Regions from separate parts of the Zea mays genome. Here regions 2 and 3 are each linked to region 1. Evidence: chromatin contacts called from public Hi-C data. All regions are on one chromosome and are shown on one strand. Each heading gives the region's core, a stretch centred on a gene start, on an enhancer-like site or on the middle of the called end of the contact. The rest is flanking DNA. Distances are from core to core; before and after follow the strand shown. Region 1 holds the start of LOC100501385. Region 2 holds the start of LOC103630174 (Putative MYB DNA-binding domain superfamily protein). Region 3 holds the start of LOC100283037.

Region 1 (3,362 bases), core at 265-2,764:
CACTAACTAGCCACAAACTTAATTATTAGTGTTAGTGTAACTAATTGGCTATGGAGCGAGCTCGTGCAACAAAGCAATCGCAGAAAAGCAACACATGAGACACACGATTTTTATCCCGTGGTTCAGCCAAGTAACACTTGCCTACTTCCACGTTGTGGTATCTCAATGGACAAGGGTTGCACTCAACCCCTTTCAAGTGATCCAATGACCAACTTGAATACCTTGGTCTTTTCTCTTTTGAGTATTCTTCCCGTTCGCGAGGAATCTCCACAAGTTGGAGCCTCTCGCCCTTACAATATAGATCACAAAGAAAACACAAGAGTAAGGATGGGAGAGCAACACACGCAAGATCAAAATCCGCAGCACACCCACGCACACAAGTCAAGACTTGAGCTCAAAACACAACACAAAGAGTTTGCAACTCAGACGGAGCTCAAATCACTAACACAATCGATCAAATGCGTGGAGGCGGAGTCTGGGAGTCTTAGAATGCTTAGAGAAGGCTTGGTGTTCTGCTCCATGCGCCTAGGGGTCCCTTTTATAGCCCCAAGGCAGCTAGGAGCCGCTGGACATCAATTTGGTAGGCAATTCTTGCCTTCTGTCGAGTGGTGCACACCGGACAACCACTGTAGCAGTCCGGTGCTCGATTTCCTTCCATCCCGGGCGCAGTCGACTGTTGGTCCTCGGGACCGGTTGGTGCACCGGACAGTCAGGTGTGCCCAACCGACCGTTGGCGCGGACCACATGTCGCACGTTGATCGCGTGGACGACCGTTGGCTGCTGGCGCCGTTGACTCACCGGACAGTCCGGTGCACCACCGGACAGCCCGATGAATTATAGCCACGTCACCTTTTTATTTTCCCGAGAGCAGACGGTTCACCGTTGACCAGCCTGGGGCACCGGACACTGTCCGGTGCGCCACCGGACAGTCCGGTGTGCAAGGCCCGAGCTGGCGTTGGCTGTATTTTGTCAACTCTTCTCCAATTCAAATCTTCTTTTCTTGGCACTGTTTCTAGCACTTAGATAACCATGTTAGTGTTCAAAAAACAATTCACTAAGTTTAGAAACATACCTTGTTCTTGATTTCACACTTCTCACTCAGTTGGCACTTAAGAACTCACTCAGTATGTGTTGGACATCTAATCACCAAAATACTTATAGAAATGGTCTAAGAGCACATTTCACTTTCAGAAAGAGAATATAAAATGATAGAACATGGGAATGAGCTGGGTGGGGAGGAGGGAATGGGAATGATAATAGGAATGAGAGAGGCAGAACAGAGAATGGTGGCAGAACATGGAATGACAGACTACTCTTTCAGCCTTAATAAGTAGTAGAGATAAGTAAGCTAGCACAATCTTAATGACTATTAGGCCCATTTTAGCTTAGCATGAGAGGGAAACTGGAAAAAAAAGAAAAACAAAAAAAGCCCACGAGTCCAACTCAGCCCAACACATTAAGTTTAACCTAACCAGCTGCCTCTCCTCTCTCTCCTAGGCTCTCAGCCGTTCTCCTCTCAGCCGTCGCCGTCGCTCTCCTCTCCTCCACACTGCTCTCCTCTCTCCTCCGAGCCGCAGCTCTTCTCTCTCCCTCTCCCCTGCGCGCCGCCACTGCGGGCATCTACACCGCTGCCGCTCCTCTCTTCTCCGAGCCGCAGCTCTTCTCTCTCCTTCTCCCCTGCGCGCCGCCGCTGCGTGGCCCTACACGCCACCGCTACGGGTGCCCTACGCGCCGCCGTCACTGCTCCAGCTCTCCTCTGTTTCCCAGCCAATGCCGCCGCTCTAACTCCCCAAGGCATCGCCCCGACGACGGCTCAACGACGCCCCGTCGACGCCTCGCGGACGCCCTGCGCCGCAGCGGGCGCTTTACGCTCCATGGCAAGGCGCGTTAGATGCCTCAGGTTCCACGCGCGCCTTAGCCCCTAAGCGACGCTAAGGCGGCGCTTCAAGGACGCCTTGATAAGCATGATTGGGAGGTTATCTATGCTTATAGCTTTTGCTCTGGGGTTAGTGTTGTTGAATTGGAATGAATATGTGTGGTAGTGGTACTGTGGACCGTGGAGGATAGCTGAGCATGCTTTTACTATCTTTTAGTTTCAATTTTATCATATGCCAAAAGTGTTGGTTTCCTTGTTTTATCTTTAATCTTTCATTGGCAATTGGAATCTCTGTCTGTAACACCCTTTTATTCCTGGTAAAATAACTCTAATTTTATGCTTCTTCATCAGGTGAAAACATGGATTACGACTTTGGTGGCACCTCACCCGATCCCTATGGGGGTGGAAGCATCCACCTAGTGTGTGATCATTGCGGTACCAGTGACAACTACACCACTGACGACGCTGATGATGGCCAATTCACGTGCCGTACATGCTCTGCCGTGCACACTACACAGGCAACTGCTGCTGATCCTCATGACTTCCCCGCCACTGGCAACATCTCTGTCCGTCGTGTTGCCACCCAGCCCACCCCCAAGCTTGGTGCCCGCACACCCGCGCCTTACCTGAGGACCCCTCAGGCTGCTCCCGTGCCTGCTACTGCCGCTTTTGATGACTTCACAGAGCTGAGTGAGCCGCGGGACTTTGTGTCTGGATCTGGCACGTGTGGGGAGCCTGAGGATCTGGCAGTGCAGGTCCGCTGGCGCTATGTACGGGGTCTCCAGGTGATCCTGCAGCGGCAGCTGGAGGTGCTGGTGGAGCGGCACCAGGTAGGCGCGTTTGTGTGTGCTGTTGCCGGCATTGTCTGGGTGCGGTGGGTTGCTGCATCCAGGGTGTTTGATGGAATCTGGGCCCGCCAGGTGCTTGAGGACCACAAGGCCGTGGGGAGACAGAAGTGTTATGGTAGCAGATATGAGCTGTTTTTATGCTTTCCCTTGTTAATCATTTCCATCGGAAGAACTGAATGGACTCTGACATAAATCTATCTCTTGTTGCAGATGACAAGAAACCTGATGAGATGAAGTATGAATGGGATGATGATATGTCGCTCCAACGAAAAGACAGGCACAAGCTGGAGTTTGCCTTTTTGCGTTCGTTGAGGATGATGCTGCCGGTTTACTCAACATTGGCTGTTTGTTTCTTGGCCTGTCATATTGCCCGTGAAGCCATCTTGCCAAGTGACATTTACAGGTGGGCAATGGAGGGGAATATCCCATATGTGGCTGCTTTTACTGAAGTAGACAGGTTCCTTGGGAGCTCTTTCCAAGACTGCCCTTTGGATGCAAGGCAGCTGTTCAGGCCGGTGCGAGTTATCGGAGCATGGCAACTGGAAGCTGCAGCTGGATCCATAGCACAAAGAGTAGCCTTGAGGCTTCCTTCAGTTAACTTCTATGCAATTGCTCAACGTTGTTTGAAGGACTTGTTA
Region 2 (3,816 bases), core at 107-2,606, 140 kb before region 1:
GTTGCCCTTGGATGAGCGGCGTGCTGGACCAGTTGTCCTCCTGAAGCCAGAGATAAACAAACATGTATAAGAATTAAGAAGGAATATGCATAACGTAAAACCTGATGAGTGGTTCCATTAAGCGGATAGAAATTCACCCATTGGATAATCTCCCCCCTTTTTGAGGTTCCTTGCTGACTCCTCCATCAGGAGGAACAGAAGGAGCTGAAGACTCTGTGCCCTTCAAAGTCTTTCGCTCTTCAGTTGTCATATTAAGTGAAAACAGAAAACTGAATCTCCACTTAAAGCAAGGTAAGGGCCCAAATATCCATCCCAATGTTAAAACCCTCTAAGGTCTTCTAGCAGATTTTTTTCGCTTGGGGAGAAGTGGCCATTGTCTGCCAAGAGGGGGGAAGGGAACAAAATTGAATCATGTAAACAAAATAACAAATAGTCGAAATTATAATACAGAAATACACAACTATGAAGATACAGTGATGCATCGTGATTTTGCCATGATAGACATGCCCTCAAATTTAACCACAAGATATCAATTTTTTACAGTGAGAAATTAACAAATCCGAGTAAAATTTGGCTAGATTTGAGAATTCTAGAACGCAGACTATAAAAAGATAAACATCTACAAAGGAAGAACAAATATATAGTCTTTCAAAATACCCCCACATCCTCTCAGTCCCAGTCCTCACAGGAAATCAATCCCTCTGTAAGGCTCTGCTGGCGCACCACCGGCGCTACCGCCATTGCGCAACCCCACAGGCCACACTCACCCACAAACCCGCCACGACAAACCCATCTCCACGGACCACGGCTGCTTCCTCTCGAGCGGCTGCAGAATGAACGCAGCGGTCACCCCCAACCACGCCACCTCTTCCGCTGCCGCGCCGAACGGGAAGCCAGGTACAGCGCTGCGCCGCCGGTGGGCTTTGGGCGCAACCAGATCGAGGCAGCAGAGCAGGCGAGAAGGGGAGCGCATAAAAGAAGTCTCACCTCACAGGAGGCGCGGCGCATCAGCTCCGCTCAGCGGCGACCGAACCGCGCCGCCACCCCGATCCGGCCGCCGCCGTGGTCCTCCGGAATCTCGAATTGCGCAGGCCAAAAGGGAAGGCTTTTTTCCACCAAAGCCAATTTTATTAATAATATGGGGAAATAGGGTCTTGGCTTCTCTGGGCGTCGCTCTGCTTGGGAGGTTTTAAATTTCGCAGCGGAGGCCAACGAACGGGGTAGGGTGACTGGGTGACAGAGAGGAAGAACTGAAGAAGCACGGAGCGGAGGGGCAAGGACGGTTGGGATGTCGGAATCGATGTGAATCTGAGCCATACGGGCGGCCAGTGCGACTGCCGCTTCGGGGCTTTTCAAACGCCAACGGCTGGCCCTAGCTCTGTTTAGTGTTGCTGCCTTGCTGGCCTGCCAGTTACCTAGTTTTACTATATCACCGCGTAGATAATGTTTTAATTATCGCGAATTGTTATCTTTTTGTTAGTCGTGAAAAATATATAGGTTTAATCCTGTCTTGTTATATCCGACCGGTCATGGTTATTTTGGTAGTATTTTATAAGGGGAACAATTGGATCTATACCATTAAAAGATCCAAACTTTAGATATATACCATAGACCCCACATATCATTGACTCATGTGGACCCACATGTAAGTGAGATAGTAATGGTATGGATCCAAAGTGGTGATCTTTTAACGGTATGGATCCAAATTTCCCTTTATAAGGTGTTTTGATTATCTTAAAATATGGTGCTTATTTTTAGACCTTGAATTTTGTGTTGAATTGTTGATGCCTCTCTTGCTAACATGGAACTCTTTTAAGGCCTCGTTCGGTTCGGTCGGTTTGGTCCATTCCAGCCTTTGTTCCGGATAGAATAAAATGATCTGGTTAGGAATTACGTCGTTTGTCCAAAAGATGTTTGTTTGAACCTGAATCAAAAAACAAGAGTGATACGGTTTGGAGTTTTTCCTTCTACCACAGTCTGGTACGAATCCAAGTATGCTGACCTCTCGATCCAACTTGACGAGCGTTGGCAGAGGACGAAATTGGGCAACAGCTATCGTGACCGAAACTCGAGCAACAACAATCCTGGCCAAAGCGAACAACCTTCAATGGACCACTAGTTTTTATTTCAGATTCAGATCCATCCGTGACCAATTTTTAGTGAACCACTTGAATCCAGCCTATTTGGCTCTTTGTCTTCTAGACTTGATCTTGGGCCACCTAACACGACCCGCCCAAAAAAACTCGGCCCAACCAGACCCGACCAATACAACGGGCAGATACAGACCATAATTTTTTACCCGCAATAATTATCGATTCAGGTACGGGCCGTGATTTTCGACCAAAAACCCGACCCGGCATGTCAAACAGGAAGGCACGGGCTAGACCTGTTCAAACATCGGGTCGAGTCAAGGTTGGGTCGTGGGGCATTTAGCATGGCCCGTACCCAACCAGTGCATAGTTCGGGTCGGGTTGGTCCTGTCTCCCCGTTTGACGTGTCGGGTCGGGTTTTGGGAGTTTTGGTTTGGTCCATTCTAGATCTGGTTCCAGGTGGAAAAAATGACCCGGATTGAAATTTGGCCACTTCTCTAAATCCTGCTCGTTTGGACCTAAATCAAAAAATGAGAAGGACTCCGTTTGGAGTTTTTCTGAACACCATGGCCCGGTACGAATCTAGGTGTGCTACCAAGGGATCCAATCTGGGTGAAACGGGGGCAACGCTGGCGACAAACGAGGCGAGGAGACGCCGCCGCCAAGTGACGGCGTGGCGGCGCGAAGTGATAGCGTGGTGGCACAGCGCAGCGACGACGGCCACTCTCCCCGCTGTCTTCTCACCGGTAACCACCGCCCTCTCTTCCCTATGTATGGTTTCCTCATCGTGATAGCGTGGCGGCACAGCACAACAGAGAAGAGCGTGTACGCTGAGGAGGGCCGGCGTGCGAGCGCGAGGACGCCGATGAGGGATGCAGTCTGTGAGACCGGCAGCCACACAGCACAGTTGCTGAACGCCGCACAACGCAGAAGCTGGAGAGGAGAGCTGGATCAGCGGTGGTTAGCAGAGGAGAAGTTGAATGCCGCACAGCGCAGTTCCACCTTGCCAGCAGGGCTCGTAGTACCTGATAGCACAGCTATGCAGTGGAAGGAGCCTAAATTCTTAGCGCAACATAGATTTAGATTAGCTATTCAGAATAAGCAGAAATTAGTGAAATACTTACTTGTTATGTACATTAACATACTCATCTGTTTCATCATAGATTTCTTCCTGCGAACAGAGCCATGTCAATTTACAATATCTGAGAGAAGCCAAACTTTGTTCGAGAAAAAGAGCGAGGACAAACAAATTACCACAATTCAAGTGCAACTGATTTTCCCCCTAGTTTCTCTCCTAATTGAATACTAGTACTTACGATGGCTAAAATGTTGCAAACAACTGATGTTTTCATGGAATGGAGAACACTCATACAGCATCATTAGCTAGTGATCTTAGCGCATCATCATGAAGAATTAAGTGTATACTTTATGATCATGTATGCCAGCTCCTTATTTGAGTTGTTACATGTAGATCCCTACAACACCAATTATAGTTGCGGAAGGTGAACCTCCTCCCTCTTGGGATCCGGTACCAACTCCAAAAGATATTAAATTCTTTGTACGTATATATGGTTTTCTTTAGTCCTTGTTACTTGTACTTTTGAAATGATACATGATTTGCTTTAATTCTATTTTATTATTTAACTTCTACCTGACAATAAATGTATATTCTTTACTTCTACAATGAGTATGTCATTGCGAGATCATATTAGAAAGAGGAGGGAAG
Region 3 (3,400 bases), core at 672-3,171, 150 kb after region 1:
GCGTAGGGGCCCTTGACCCAGGTGTTGGCGATGAAGCGGTAGGGCGCCTCGGTGAGGTGGATGCCGTCCCAGCTGACGTGCGCGTCGGGGTCCTCGCAGGTGGTGGCGCCAGGGAGCCCGCACGACGCGCTCACGTTGTAGTTGTACGGCCCGCCGCCGCCGCAGCACGCCCGCAGAGCGCCGCGCTTGTAGCCTGTATTTACGAGTTGAGTACAATCAGGTCCGATGCGCGTCCTCCACCCACCACCCCTAGCAAATTTTCGGGAGGACAGATAGCTTGTCGTGGCGTGGCAGCACGGTGCCAAGTTGGTCCTGGTGGCCATTCGGGCCGTATATGGAAGGATCCATGGACGGGGTGGAGTGGAGTGGAGGTGGAGCCAAGCCGAGGGGGGGACGGGAGATGGGCGTTCGGTACGCCGTGCTGCTAGCACAGGCTGTGCCAGGATCTGCTCTGCTGTGCGGGTTGGTGAACTCAACTCCCGCTCACACTCACACCAATGTTGCTCTGGCAATCCCTGACACACCTCGCCAGCGTAGGCCATGACCCTAGCTCTCTCTCCCGTCCCCTGGCTGTGGCTGGCGTACGAGCGTCCCCCGCGACAGGCGGGAGGGAGAATTCACGCGATTGTTCGGTTGGTCGGTCAGTGATTAGTGGTGGACCAGGACCAGTGCTCTGCTCGTGGCAGAGGCCCAGAGCAGCAAAGCAGAGCAGAGCAGAGCAGATAGATCTTCCTGGTCCTATGAGAGAAGAGAAGAGAAAAGAAGAGAATAGAATCAAATCAAAACGATCGAAGAAGCGACTGACCGTAGAGGTGCGGTGTGCGCGCGAACTGTATGTAGGGCGTGTAGTAGTCGGCGTAGACGACGCGGGACTCCGGGCGGCGGCGCTGCAGGCGGTCGAGTGCGACGCGGAGCATGGCGTTGTGGTAGAGCGCGACGCTGTTGTACTTCTTGAGGCAGCCGGTGCGCGGGTCGTACTCGGAGCGGTCCTCGGACGGGTACATGGTGAGCGTGATGGGGATGCATCCGGCGGGGAGGTTGCCCGGCACCACGACGTGGCGGGCGCCCTCGTCCAGCAGCCGCTCCACGCCGCCCACCAGCGACGCCACCACCGCCGGCACCATCGTCTTCACCTTCTCCAGCGACCAGTCCGCCTTCCACGCGAAGCTGTAGTCGTTGCCGCCGAACTCGCCGAACACGAACAGGGCCCTCCCGAACAGGGCGCGGCACGCGGCGGGGTCGTCGGGGCAGATGCTGCGCTTCACCTCCTGGAACCACTCCAGCTGCACGCCCATGGACGTGTTGAAGGGCGGGATGCTCCACACGTTGTTGTCCTTGAAGTACTTGAGGTCCAGCGCCGTCGCGCCCATCACCGCGAAGTTGGCGCCCTGGCTGAAGTTGGTGCCCTTGTTCGCCGACGGAGGGAGCAGCGGGAGACCGAACGCCTCGGCTGCGGTTCGTTAGTTAATTATTAATTAATATAGCCAGGCAGCCAGCCACCAAATCAATCGATTCTATCCGGCGACGAGACGAGACGAGACTTGTAACTTACCCAGGAAGTCGATCACGAGGCGGCCGTTGGAGCACCTCGCGTACGGCGGCGGGAACTTGGGCATGTTGGGCAGCTTGCCCGAGTTGATGATGACGAAGTTGCCCGTGTCGGAGAAGGAGTCGCCGAAGCTGAAGATGGCATTGTAGTACTGCTGCAGCGGCTCGCCCGACGCCGCGCCTGCCAGGAACAGGAGCACCGCCGGCAGCCACGCCGGCGGCACCACCGCCGAGAAGCCCCTCCTCCGCGCCATGGCCGGCCGCCACTAAGTACGCACCAACCACAACGGAAGGGAAACCAACCGGCAGTGTGAGTGGTTGTGTGAAAGAGAGAGAGAGAGAGGGTAAGGCGAAAGGCAGGCAAGGGCTGCTGCTATGCTACGCACGACAATGCTGAGGAGAGGGGTTGGATTGTTATATAGCAGGGGCACATGGATTGCAACTTGCTACACGGTGGTGCTAATTATGCCTCTGTTTGCTTGCTTGATTGCTGTGTTTGTTTATTCTGGGGTAGGCCCTTTATACTTCTTTTCTTTTAAAAAAAATAAATAATAAATCTCTCTCTAGTCTCTACGTGCAGTCCATTCAACACCGTTTGATTTGTTTGCGGCTGGCCATGGCCATTGGCCGGCGTATGGATGGGCTGTGCAGGGAGAGCATGGCGCGCCATGGCCTTGGTGGATGGATGGGGACGAGGAACGGAAGGTTTGTTTTTGGGTGACTTTGATGGGAAGGTAGCTGGAGTGGTGGTTGGACATGGCACACATGCCTTGCTTGCTTAGTGGGCTGCCCTGCCTTCTCTGTGCAAGTGCAGGGCGTCCGGTGTCATATCGCCTGGGGACATCTATCACTGCCAGCCGGAATGTTTAATCAAGTAGCCGTTGAGGTGACAGGAAAATCATACCACGTATCAGGACAGTTGGAAGGAGAAAAAAAACATACATAAATTCCCAGGTTTAAATAAATCATAAACTGTGTAACGAGATAGATAGATGATCGTTGTAACTGAACTGCCACACGCATCTTCAGAACACATTTACAGCCATATATTCATCCTTGGTAGTAGATTGCACTGTCACCCAACACTTCCTTTTCTGTCGCATGCGGGTAGCGAAAAAAAAGAGAGGAAATGCACGCGAGACCAAGCGATATTTTAAAGTACGGCCAATTACTATTTTTTCTTTGTGAGTTGTAATTTTAGAGGCTAATTGTTTGCATTGTCTAGGATTGTAGCTTGAAAATTCAGGCACTTCGCTTTTTTTTAAGAATGCAGAAGGAAGGAAGCGAGAGAAAAGATGCGGTTATTTTGTAAAAACCACTATTTTAGAGCAAATTCAAGTATCCTGACATTAGCTTGCTAAACCAACAAAAATTAGCAAGTTAACAACATGAGTCACAATCTCAATTTATGGTAGAGATAGCAGCCAGTGTGTAGCATCCCAAAAATTCAAATCCTGAAACTTTCTCAAACTTGCTCTAAATTCAAAATGAATTTCAAATTTCATTTCAAAATGTTTGTTTGCGAGTTGATATCAACAAATAAAGTATAGTGGTCTATATTCTCTCTAAAATCCTCCTCAAAATATCCTACAAATATTTCCTCAGTGATCCCCCTCAAATTGTTTACAGAAATACTGCCCAGATATTTCCCTAAGTGATCCTCTTCAAGTTCTTTCCAGAAATACTGCCCAAATATTCCACCGATATATCTCCAGATATTTTCCTCCTGAGAAATACCTTCAGAATCATTTTTCAAGTCCCTATAAATATTTTCTTCATAACTTTCCTCATGCTCATACGTATACGTATGCCTCCAGTGTCATACGGTGAGCTCTACAAGCAAATCTCACTT

Evidence for each region. Hi-C and Micro-C count contacts between places; a contact is called where the count stands out from the background.
Region 2: a contact with region 1 is called in a Hi-C map of endosperm, with 2.2 times the contacts expected there. The contact joins the promoter of LOC103630174 here to the promoter of LOC100501385 in region 1. A contact is called at or near these places in 6 of 25 Hi-C or Micro-C datasets (bundle sheath, ear, endosperm and 2 more).
Region 3: a Hi-C map of leaf shows a contact between it and region 1, with 6 times the contacts expected there. The contact joins the promoter of LOC100283037 here to the promoter of LOC100501385 in region 1. A contact is called at or near these places in 5 of 25 Hi-C or Micro-C datasets (ear, endosperm, leaf and 1 more).

What each region holds. Positions count from the first base shown.
Region 1 is chr6:145,952,648-145,956,009 of Zm-B73-REFERENCE-NAM-5.0, reverse strand. It overlaps LOC100501385, which reads left to right and starts at 1,514. Exons shown (of 8, transcript NM_001366925.1): 1 at 1,514-1,975; 2 at 2,228-2,839; 3 at 2,935-3,362. The coding sequence starts at 2,236.
Region 2 is chr6:146,089,271-146,093,086 of Zm-B73-REFERENCE-NAM-5.0, reverse strand. LOC103630174 (Putative MYB DNA-binding domain superfamily protein) reads right to left here and starts at 1,356. Exons shown (of 12, transcript XM_008651258.4): 1 at 988-1,356; 2 at 138-377; 3 at 1-40. The coding sequence starts at 250.
Region 3 is chr6:145,798,784-145,802,183 of Zm-B73-REFERENCE-NAM-5.0, reverse strand. It overlaps LOC100283037, which reads right to left and starts at 1,921. Exons shown (of 3, transcript NM_001155939.2): 1 at 1,553-1,921; 2 at 806-1,450; 3 at 1-193. The coding sequence starts at 1,802.